Regions from separate parts of the Mus musculus genome. Here regions 2 and 3 are each linked to region 1. The links are chromatin contacts, called in public Hi-C and promoter capture Hi-C maps. All regions are on one chromosome and are shown on one strand. Each heading gives the region's core, a stretch centred on a gene start, on an enhancer-like site or on the middle of the called end of the contact. The rest is flanking DNA. Distances are from core to core; before and after follow the strand shown.

What was found. Promoter capture Hi-C pulls out the DNA fragments that hold promoters and counts their contacts. Hi-C and Micro-C count contacts between places; a contact is called where the count stands out from the background.
Region 2: a Hi-C map of myeloid progenitors shows a contact between it and region 1, with 4 times the contacts expected there. The contact joins two enhancer-like sites. A contact is called at or near these places in 1 of 39 promoter capture datasets (hippocampal neurons), 33 of 484 Hi-C or Micro-C datasets (B cells, CD4 T cells, the MC3T3-E1 cell line and 16 more) and 1 of 115 datasets of contacts at active chromatin or transcription factors (bone marrow-derived dendritic cells).
Region 3: a contact with region 1 is called in a promoter capture Hi-C map of neutrophils, with 3 times the contacts expected there. The contact joins the promoter of Ifngr1 here to the enhancer-like site in region 1. A contact is called at or near these places in 7 of 39 promoter capture datasets (the 3T3-L1 cell line, the C10 cell line, the HPC-7 cell line and 3 more), 2 of 484 Hi-C or Micro-C datasets (large pre-B cells and pancreatic cancer cells), 6 of 115 datasets of contacts at active chromatin or transcription factors (the 230-238 cell line, bone marrow-derived macrophages, pro-B cells and 1 more) and 1 of 9 other capture datasets (embryonic stem cells).

The regions. Positions count from the first base shown.
Region 1 is chr10:18,929,754-18,933,187 of GRCm38.p6, forward strand. No RefSeq gene overlaps it. Among named protein-coding and RNA genes, the nearest start is that of Tnfaip3, 84 kb to the right of the region's middle. Within about 2 kb of position 1,923, at least 26 of the 459 cell types and tissues checked have an H3K27ac peak or open chromatin away from gene starts, as enhancers often do. A contact at or near this core is called in bone marrow-derived macrophages, myeloid progenitors, neutrophils and 1 more, where this site is marked.
Region 2 is chr10:19,520,064-19,523,967 of GRCm38.p6, forward strand. No RefSeq gene overlaps it. Among named protein-coding and RNA genes, the nearest start is that of Gm33104, 35 kb to the left of the region's middle. Within about 2 kb of position 2,343, at least 79 of the 459 cell types and tissues checked have an H3K27ac peak or open chromatin away from gene starts, as enhancers often do. A contact at or near this core is called in myeloid progenitors and regulatory T cells, where this site is marked.
Region 3 is chr10:19,590,020-19,593,680 of GRCm38.p6, forward strand. It overlaps Ifngr1 (interferon gamma receptor 1), which reads left to right and starts at 1,930. Exons shown (of 7, transcript NM_010511.3): 1 at 1,930-2,178. The coding sequence starts at 2,067.

The DNA of each region.
Region 1 (3,434 bases), core at 673-3,172:
GCAGGTACTGTGAGATATTAAGATGTGCACAAAAGCAGTCTTGCTCTAAAGAAAGTAACTAGCTAGCAGAGATACACAGGCATGAAAAAAATAATCTGTGTAAATATTTTAAAGCAAAAGTGAGGGACAAAAAAAAAGTGCCATTGATAAGGGCAGTGTGGAATATGATACCAGGGAGAGAGTGTGGTTTAGCTAACAATAAAACCAATGATCCAATCTGGGAAGCTTGGTAAAGTCATCACCATTCACACAGTGATGGACAGTTATTTCTGGCTCTCTTCCTTATTTGCCTCAACAAGAACACATGCCCAAGTAAGTAAACTGCCTTGTGGTAATGACTTTAGGCTAGGGTTGTTCATAGACAGGTAGGAGTGTCAAGGTCCCTTGCCTTAAACTCTCTTTCTTAACTGATTGATCCAGGGTCTCAGGTTCCCAGACTGGCTTAGACTGGTTGTTTTCAGTGTCATAACCGCTCCAGTGCAATGCTAGGCGATGAGATGATATTCTGGACACTAAACTGCTAGCAAGCACTCACCCATCTGTCACAGTGGCCAGCTTTCCACACTGGGAGGGAACTTTACTCATACAATTAGTTAGAAACAGAGACGTAGAGAGTACGAGGCATGACCATGAAGTACTTAAAGAAACAGCCAGATCGCAGAAGGCGTGGGGTAGGACCATGTATTGGCGGTCCACCAGAGATACTGAAGAGACATTTTCTGGCCATAGGAAATTTGGAGAAAGATTGATTACACACAGCCAACTTGTATATCCTTGAAATCATTCCCAGAGTCTTAGCTATGCTAATACGCCCTTGTACATTTAACAAAAGCATTGACATAAGGGACCGAGGAGATGGTGCGCTAGGTGGATTTCCTCATGTCTTAATGCTTCTGACAGCTTGGTTTACTCTCATGGCTTAGATGAGAGGGGATTTGGACTATATAACATTTTCACAGCAAGCACGAAGGCCTGAGTGTGAACCCCCAGAAACTGTGTAAAACTCCAGGGGTTGGCAGTGTACACCTGTAACTACAATGCTACAGAAGGCAGTGAGAGAAATATTTCTGGGTCTTGCTGGTGAGTATTGATCCAGGTTCAGTGAGAAACTCTGTGTCATGAAAATAAGGCAGGAAGTGATATAACAGGTACCCAACATCTAGACTCCACATATACACACAGACACAAGTACCTGCATATATGTGTGCACATATGCACACAATAAACATATACAAACACACACACAAAGAAAATGTGTGTGAGAGAGAGAGAGAGAGGGAGAGGAGAGAGGGAGGGGGAGGGGAGGGGAAGGGAGAGGGGGAGGGGGAGGGGAAGGGAGAGTTGATTATCAGTAATATTGACAACTATAGCTGCTGCCTAGGAATTGCTTTCTTTCAGGAGCTACACAGTGTCTGCTCTTTAGGCTGTCATCTGTGGTTGTCATTTGCATGTTCTTATAACTCTTAAGAACATGCTTTTATTCTAGATATTGTTTTACAAAATGGAAACTTAGCTGTTTAGAAGAGTCTGTAAACCTTGGCAGTTGACATGACAGTGGATTCTGACTGGATTTTCTGCTCTGACCCCAAGACAATGTCCTCAGCTGATTCTGCTTGGACTAAGGTTCTAAACGGGGACTGGAAAACTTCTTTTGGCAAAGGGCCAGGGGGTAAACACTTTTGCTTTGTGGGCACTGTGGTATCAGCTTCTATTTCTTAACTTTGTTGCTGTAATGTGAAGAAAGCCATTGGTGCTGTGTAAATAGATGGGTGTGGCTATGGTCCAATTAGACTATATTTATAGAAAATGGAGAAGAGCTTGCTCTAAAGAACTAAAATGGGCAAATATACACAGTCAAAAATCACCTCATGGTAGCAGTTGTTGCTTCAAAAACTCTACTTTTAGCAATACAGGAAACTACTTCCCTTATGTTCTTGGGTCTGAGGAAACAAAACAATGAAGAACCGACAGTTTCCTGTTTCTGTCAGTATCAGGCAGGAGAGAGAAAAATTTCTTGCACTGGGAAGAAGAAATAGGGATAGTGAACCTGTGGGTCAGGGTAAGTTGAGGCATGGAGCCAAATACAGTGTTTTGGTTTTAATGTCCTCCACAGGCTCATATTTTGAACATTTATTCCCATGCTGACACTGTTTTAGAAGGCTGCTTAGTCTTTAGGAAGTAAAGTCTGGATGGCAGAAGTAGATCAGTAGACATGGGCCTTGGAGGTTATATCCTCCATGGGTCCAGCCTGCTCTCTCTGCTAACTGGCCATGTGACCATCAAACTCCTCTGGCACAGACTGAGGTCCTACCATGCTTTTTCACTGTAAATGGACTGGAATCTTTTAAAGTCATGAGTGAAACAAATCTTTCCTCAGTTAAGTTATTTCTGGTGGGTATTTGGTTACATTAATGCAAAATTGACAAATATACTGATTCTCAGTGTTGACTTCCCTACTTGCAATACCTGGGATACCAACATGGGTATCTACCTGATTTCTGAGTCTCAAGTTCCATTTCCATAAACAGATGAGAAGCGATGTTGGCCAGCTTTCTAAAGTTGAGTCTAGAAGGCAAGAGGAAGATAGCTGAACAGAGAGAAATAACAGCTGCCCAAGTATGGGACTCACCGGAAAGCTTCTTCATAAAGTGACGAATTGGAAGAAGACCCTGGGCACCAGATAGGAGCTGAGACTTCCAGGAATAAATCCTATTACAGCCTGGGGGTAAGTCCCTTGAAAGCAGAAGGGAATCAATAACAATCTTACTTATTTTTATTGTTAATCTTGGGTATCACGTTGATTATATGTGAAGTCGACTGAGAGACTCTGAGGGTTGGAGGGCTCCTAAGGGTATTTCCTGAAAGGACAGGTGGAAGGGGACGAGCTCTCCTTTAGAGTGGGGGCATCTTTGGTAGCTCCGATAAAGACAATCCAAGTGGAAAAGTTTCGATATTTGCCTGCTGGGTTTCTTTCTTTTTTTAATTGAAAATATTTTGTTTCATATAATATATTCTGATTACTGTTTCTCCTCCCTCATCTCCTTCCAGATCCTGTCTTCATTTCCACTCCTCAAATTCCATGCTATTATTTTTCTCTCTCTCTCTTAAGAAAAAGACCCAGGCATATAGAAAAGACAAACAAACAAGAATATAACAAACTAAAAGGCAACAAAAAGGGAATAAAGAGCATGAGAAATGCATATACACAAGCACCCACACATATGCACAATAGACACACACATATATGTGATATATATGTATGAACACACACATATACACCATTAAACACAAAATTGGAAACAGTAAAATGCAAGCAAAAGATCAGTAAGAAAAAAAAGGCTCAAACAAAAATAAATATCCAAATAAACCTTTGATGAAATTTTGTGTTGGTGATCTACTGCAGGGCACGGGGCCTGCCTTTATGTGAGTTTTGT
Region 2 (3,904 bases), core at 1,093-3,592, 590 kb after region 1:
ATCAGGTTAGTAAAAACCCTGTAATGTAATTTCATTTAAAGGTATTACTATAGGAGCTGGAGAGGTACCTCAGTGGTTAAGAGCACTGGCTGCTCTTCCAGAGGTCCCAGGTTCTATTCCCAGCATCCACAGGGAAGCTTACAATTGTCTATAACCAGAGTTCCCAGGGATCCAGTGCCCTCATTTGGTCTCTATAAATACTACCTGTGTGCAGCACACAGACATACATAGGAACAAAACATACATACACATAAAAATTTAAATATTGCTGTGGTCTCTGAAAAATGCTTATATTTAAGGATATGTATTTTTTCACCTATGCCAACTGCACAACTTAAAAAAAAAAGGTAACAATATAATAGCAGCAACATGTGTAGTGCCTAAATCATGTCTTCAAAAATAATTTCCTGTATAAAGAACTGTTTCCCTACAGCGATAGCTGGTTTCAGACCAAAGGCAAGTCATACAACCATGACCTCTTTTTCCAGAAGTCAAGGAAAATACCTACAGAATACAGAAACCCACTGGAAGCAGGCTCGGTGACCACATGACTTGACAGTGGAACTTGGGGAAGGGATGGGTGCAACAAACTATAATATATTGGGTATATAAAACCCATACGCTGGGGCTGGAGAGATGGCTCAGCGGTTAATAGCACTTCCTGCTTTCCAGGGGACCCACGTTCAATTCCCAGCACCACATCTGGCAGCTCGCAACCGCTGTCACTCCACCTCTCGGAGAGATTTGCTGCTCTCCTTAGACCCCCCTGAGCACCTTAATACATATGGGGTGCATTCCCAGAAATGCACACATATACATAACTAAAAATAAATACATAGCGTCACCTCTATGCTCATAGACCTACTTTGTAAAGTGGAGAAAGAAAACTATTTTATTCTTCACCATTAGAGGAAGCGAGAGTCACAGCTCCTTGTACTGACTGGTATGAAAATGTTCGGTATTAAACCTGTTTTTCTTGAATAGAACCAAGTAGCCCTGCTTGATAAAGGAACGGTCATTCCAAATTATTAGTTATTCTGCAAAGCCAGTTTCCAAGCCTAAGGAATGACAGAGTCAGAAAACAGCCATGCGATAGAAAAGCCAACATTTTTCTCAGTTAGGTAAACAGCCAGACAACAATCAACACCACTGACATCATCAGCTGGAAGTGTGAGAGAGCCGGGATATTAAAAGAAAAGCTTCCATGAATCCAAGAACTGCTATTTTCCACGAATGATTCAGGATGCTACCAGGACCAGCCACCAATTCAAGAACTGGAACAAACAGAACATAAAATCTTTCCAACTTATGTTCAGGGCAGAAGTAGGTGGCTGTTAAACAGTGCTGACACCATGAAGCAGCAATCAAATCCAGGATTTGTTTTTAATCAACTGGAAGGAAAAATAGCAAGAGAGCATGTGGCTGTTGTATGGACATCTGAATTGGAGAAAACCCACCTTTAAGAAGGACATTTATTAAACATTCCAGAAACTTCAAATATGAGCTAGGTACTAAAGGATAGGGGTGAACTGTTGCCACTTATGTGTGATAACAGTAAATGGTTAGAATCCCTTCTCAGAGATGCACTAAACACAAAGTGTGGAAGAGCAGTGTGCATGGAATTTGCTTTTAAATATGCAGGAGAAAAAATAGAAAGAGGAGGAAGGAGGAAGAAGAGGAGGAGGAGGAAGAAGAGGAGGAGGAGGAGGAAATGTAGAGAGTAGGCACCATGCCAATCATCAACACCAGAGTGAAGGCACCAGGTTTATTACACTGAATCTCCGTCTGTGTGTGTCTAAACTAAAAGCATTTTACAAGAACTATAAACTTTTGCGTGAATTTTAAAGGAAACCACAGGACAGCTAACATGGCTCAGTGTGTAGAGGCGCTTGCTGTGAAGTCTGACGATTTAAGTTCAGTCTCTGGAACACATATGGTGGAAGGAGAGAATCAATCAACTCTTGTAGATTTTACACACACACACACACACACACACAGAGACAGAGACAGAGAGACAGAGACCAAGACAGAGTGACACAGACAGAGACAGAGACAGACACAGAAAGAAGAGAGACAGACACAGACACAGAGAAAGACAGAGAGAAGAGAGAGACATGAGCACAGAGAGAGAGAGAGAAAGAGGTAAATGTAGTTAGAAACCAAAACCAAACCAGAAACACTGTCCCAAAGGAAAGTGCCGAGTTAAGAGGACAAAAAAGAAAAAGTCAAAGCCGAGGGCTCCCTGCTTGTTGCCTGTGCCCAGCTTCCTCTGAGTGAGACTTCTAAAGGAGGAAATTATGCCAAGTCAAAGGCATTTAATGCTTAGCCTGGGAAGCCAGTTCTTCCTCAAAGAAACAAAACCACAGTGTGACAGACAGAACACATTGCTCTTGTGTGGTTTGCCAGACATATCTGTAATTTGTGTCTTTTTCTCTCTCAGGATCTCCCAAGACAGCTGAGCCCTGATACAGTACTTCTCTCCTCCTTGCTTCCCTCCAAACTCTCTACACAGCACTTGATATAAAATCTTAAATGTGCCTCTCTCCAGAGGACCTCAGCTCTCCCAGCGCTGACTGACTTTCAACACTCTGTCGGCTCCTAACATTTGCCATTGAGACCTGACTGTGGTGGCTAATCGTCATTGTGGATGTGACTGGATTTGGAATCGCCAGGTGACACATCTGTTAACCAGGCCTGGGAGGATGTCCAACCTGAAGAAAGTGCATGCAACTGCGGGCAACACCATCCTGTGAGCTAGGATGTAAAGATGGCACCAACATTCTTCTCTACTTGCTGACCACAGACACAAGTGGCATGGGAAGATCCTGTTAGTGACTCTCCACACTGATGGACTGTGTTCCCAATAAAGGCTTCCTTCTCTCCACACTGATGGACTGTGTTCCCAATAAAGCCTTCCTTCTCTAAGTGGCTTTTGGGAGCCACTTTGTTACATCTATGAGAAGAGAAACTAACACACGATCATATTCACACACTGTACTACTGCATCCCGCAGACTTGCTGGTTCCCCACAAGGCTTTCAATACCCCAAATCCCCACACTTAACATCTTTATTAAGATTGGGAAGATTTTCTGAAATAATACATTCATTTGCTGGTTTTATGGAGCAGATGATATTATGGTGTGGTGGTTTGAACAGGAATGGCCCCCACAGGCTCATATACTTGAATGCTTAATCATTAGGGTGTGGATTCCAATGGATTAGGAGATGAGGCTTTGTTGGAGCAGATGAGGCCTCCTTGGAGGAACTGTGTCACTGGTGTGGGCTTTGGGATTTCAAACGCTCAAGCCAAGCCCAGTGTCTTTCTCCTGCCTGCTGCCTGCTGATCTGGTTGTAGAACTCTCAGCTCCTCCAGGACCATGTCTACCAATGTGTCACCATGCTTCCTGCAATGCTGATAATATACCAGACTTCTGAAACTGTAAGCAAGTCCCCAGTTAAATGCTTTCTTTCCTTTATAAGAGTTGCCATGGTCACGGCGTCTCTACACAGCAATAGAATACTTGCTAAGACATATGGCAACCCTATCTATCCAGACCTGACTTTCTGTAGTCTCATCCTACCTGTGGTCCAAAAAGAAAATATTAAACAGGAAAATCCAGAGATAATTCATGTCTTAAAGCACATACTATTAAAATTAGGCATGATGAGGGTTCACTCCATCTTGTTCTTGCCAACCCATGTGCCTATGTGTATTGTGTACGTATGGGGGATGAAAGAATGGATGGAATTTTAGACATTCATGGTGGGGAGCATTGGGATTTATTTTTTGTGGATAAAGGTAGACAACTGTTCTTGTCAGTAAGATTTCCAAGCCTCTTTCTTATGTATTATGGAGTGCCATCCAGAGAGGAGCATTCAGATTCAGATTTAAGTCAATAGAAA
Region 3 (3,661 bases), core at 680-3,179, 660 kb after region 1:
AGAGGACTATGGCAGTGCCTTGGAAGGAAGGATGCTCTGCAGGTGATATCTGAAGCTTTGTCCAGATCCTTCCTCAGAAATGGAAGGTTCAGTGCCATTCCCTCCCAGCCAGCAGGAGCGCAGCTAGTAATCAGCCTCAGCTGCCAGTCTTCTAGTGGGAGATGCTAAAGGCATGGAAGCCACAAATCATGTCCTGTTCTGGCTTGTATTCAGTGCTGGGAAGTTGCCGCTTCACTTCCTATACCCATGGAGGACACTCTACAAAGCCATCCCCACTTTGGAGCAATGTGTGAGGTTGACATGTCTTCACAATCAGATCTAGCTACCTCTCTTTTATCCCAGAGGTTTATCCCAGAGGTTTATCCCAGCAGCACTTCTCAAGGACTGTTTCCATCACTTCATAATCTGCTTCCTGGTAAGCCAGCCTGGGGCACATGGAGTCTCAACTACAACAAAATCTGCAAGCCGCATGGTGCGGTCTCTCCTACTCTATATTCCTAAACAGCAAAGTACAGTAATTTATCCTTGTGCCATACAATGACCAGAAATGCCTTTCTTGAGGTGCATATCAGATGCACACCCAAACTCTTATTCCAAGTACTCACATCTGTAGCACCAAGGGTGAGACATTTGCTGTGTACCTTTTTCAGAAATGCAGAAAACTGAAGTCTAACCTGAATCATATGTACTGAATCTGAACCTGCACAAGGTCACCAAGATTTATCCTGACGTCAAAGTCTGAGAAATGCTGGGCTATTAGCATAATTAATTCGTTAATTAATCAAGACAAATAACAAGCCTTAGCTGGTAACTCCAAGTCTGCAGAATGTCTTCATAACATTTTGCTTGGAAGACTCAGAGAATGTCATGCCAGTATCTCTCTCTACGGTATAGAGCTTGCATTCTAGGAAGCAGAGAAAATCAAATCAATATGCATATTGTAGGAGGGGGTGCAAATGTGTTATTAAAAATAAAGTGGAGTAAAGAGAAGGGGAGAGTGGGTTGCATTCAAATTCCTTGCAGACATGGTGATAAAAGAGAGCTGAGGCGAGTGAGGCAGCACAAGAGTGTTGTCTATAGTAAGTGCAAGGTCACTAAAGTGAATTTAGGGGAATGAGAGAGATTTAAACTAACCGGTGCGGTCAGAGAGGCAAGAGGGACGATCTCTTGATGAAAGACTACTTAGTGATCCGCCCTTTGACATTTCATCATTAAAATGGGCATGTGCTTTTTGTGGTGGTAGTTTGTTTTTGCTAAGAATAAAGTGCTAGCCAAGCACATTGGATTTGCGTTGTGGGAGTCTGAACAAACTGTCTTGAAAACCAGAAGTTTAAGTTCCGCGGACAAAACTGGTGGGAACTGGAGAAGGATTTTTGTAACTTCTCTAACACCTCAGGCTCCAACACGCCTCATGCTGAGGGATGAGATAAGCATGGTGTCTGGTTGTGGACTGAGGCAAAAATCTCCAACCCCAGGTTACTACATAACCAGAATGAGGAACTGAGGAAGGTAGTGTCAGGCTGAAGAAGGTAAGGTTCCGGTCAGAGTTTCAAACGTATCCACAGTCCAGGTCCTGAATACAGAGAAGAGCCCACAGTTTCAAACCTCAGGCTAGTCCACCCCTTCTCCAACTTAGTGAAACTTCTCCGCCCACGCAGCGCACTGCCTGGCTCCCCAGTCCAGACCTCGCCTATAACCATGTCCTAGTCCACTTTAGACCCGCCAAGACACGCCTCCTTGTATAGACCCCGCCTCACATCCCACCTCTACTCCCAACCTCCAATCAACTCTAAGAGATTGCGTATTGGTCCCGCCTCTCTGGCTAGACCCCCGCCCTGAGTCCGCCCCTGAAGAGCTGCCTTTTAACCCTTTGCCCCGTGAGGCTCCGCCTCCCACTTAAGCCACGCCCCTCAGTCCCAGGCTGGTCTCTCAAGCTTTGGTTTTGGCCCCACCCAGCTCCCCGGCAGGCCGCTTGCGGACTTGGCGACTAGTCTGCGGCGGACGTGACGCCAAGGCCAGGCCACGGGCAGCGCGGGTCCCCTGTCAGAGGTGTCCCTCGCGCAGGAATGGGCCCGCAGGCGGCAGCTGGCAGGATGATTCTGCTGGTGGTCCTGATGCTGTCTGCGAAGGTCGGGAGTGGAGCTTTGACGAGCACTGAGGATCCTGAGCCTCCCTCGGGTAATCTCTCCGAGCCGCTGCGGGCTGGGGCGGGAGGCCAGGCCGGAGGCGCCGGGCTGGGAAGTCCCTGCGTTCCTGCTGCGCCGCCCTGGGCAAGGCAGCCCCAAGGGGCCCCGGGGGCTCCGCGGTTTACACGCCGCTTTCGCCTCTTCTTTGCCGACACAACACAAATCTGTGGTCTGTTTTACAGTTAGTTTCCACGGCAGCGTTTGGCATTGTGTGTATGACTTACAGACTTTATTTTCAATCTGTAGTCGGAATCCTCTGAAGGAAAAGGGGTGCCAACGGATACTAAGAGATTCTGATTTGTTTGTTAGTCTGGCGTTTAAGTGTTGAGATGCAAGGGTTCTTCTCGTAGCTTAAATCCTCAGAGCCTTTGATTTCAAATGATTATATATTCCCAGGACATATATGCTGGGAATAGTTCCTCTTTATGATTAGAGCTCTAGAGACAGCAATAAAACTTTTCATGCCCTTCCAGTCCCTAATCGTAAGTATCTGAGAAGTTCCCAATCTCCAGCTGCTGGAAGGCATGGGGAGACCTCTTTAACTCTCAGGCGAGTTCCAGCTCTGAACCCCTCCTATGGTTTCCAGGAGCTTCAGTTAGGCGTGCAGATTCCAATCCTGCCTTGACCTGATTTTCACAGTAGCTAGGATGTAACCACCTAGATGTCAGATGAAGGAAATGAGGTGCATGTTCAAACTGAAGTTCCACTGAGCTATAGAGAAAAATGAAATCATAATTGCAGAACAGTGGAATCAGAAAAAGTGTTAGTTGTGTTACACAGCCAGATTAAAAAAGACAATTACCATGTTTTCTTATGATAAATCAACCCCAGAGAAGTGTGTGTAGGAAATCATGAGAGGGGAGGAAGAGATCTTGAGGAAGAAGAGTTTAAAACAAGCAAAAGCAGGGTAATAAAACTCATGGGACATTAATGTAGAAGAGAGGACTCTTGGGGGAGGCAGGTGACCAGAAACAGAGAGCCAGGAGCAACTAAGGAATGAATCAGAAGCAATAATGGTATGTATGCAATATGTATGAAAATGTCTTATTAAAATCTTGTGCTTTCATAATTTAAAATTTTAAATTAAATATAGGATGCATGTATGGAAAAAAATTAAGCAAACAAATCCTTAGACATCCCTTAGGATAGACATGGTACCAAGGGCTAGGTAGATGAATTATAGTTATGACTTACTGAATGCTGGGCACTGTCTATTTTCACATAACAGATCTATTTCTACAGTCACCTCTACTAAAAGTGCCACCGGTATCTGCATCCATGGTGAGGCACACGGGGCTGCCCAAGTGGTAGGAGCCACTTACTAGGTGGTAGAGTACAAATTCTTAACCATCCCACTGCCAGCAATTACCAGGGGGAGTCGCCTGTCCCTGTTGTCCATTGAAGTACACTGTGATCAGAGATTGAATTTACTTTCAGGCTGCTGGAAATCAAGACTGGGTACCTAACCTCATTCA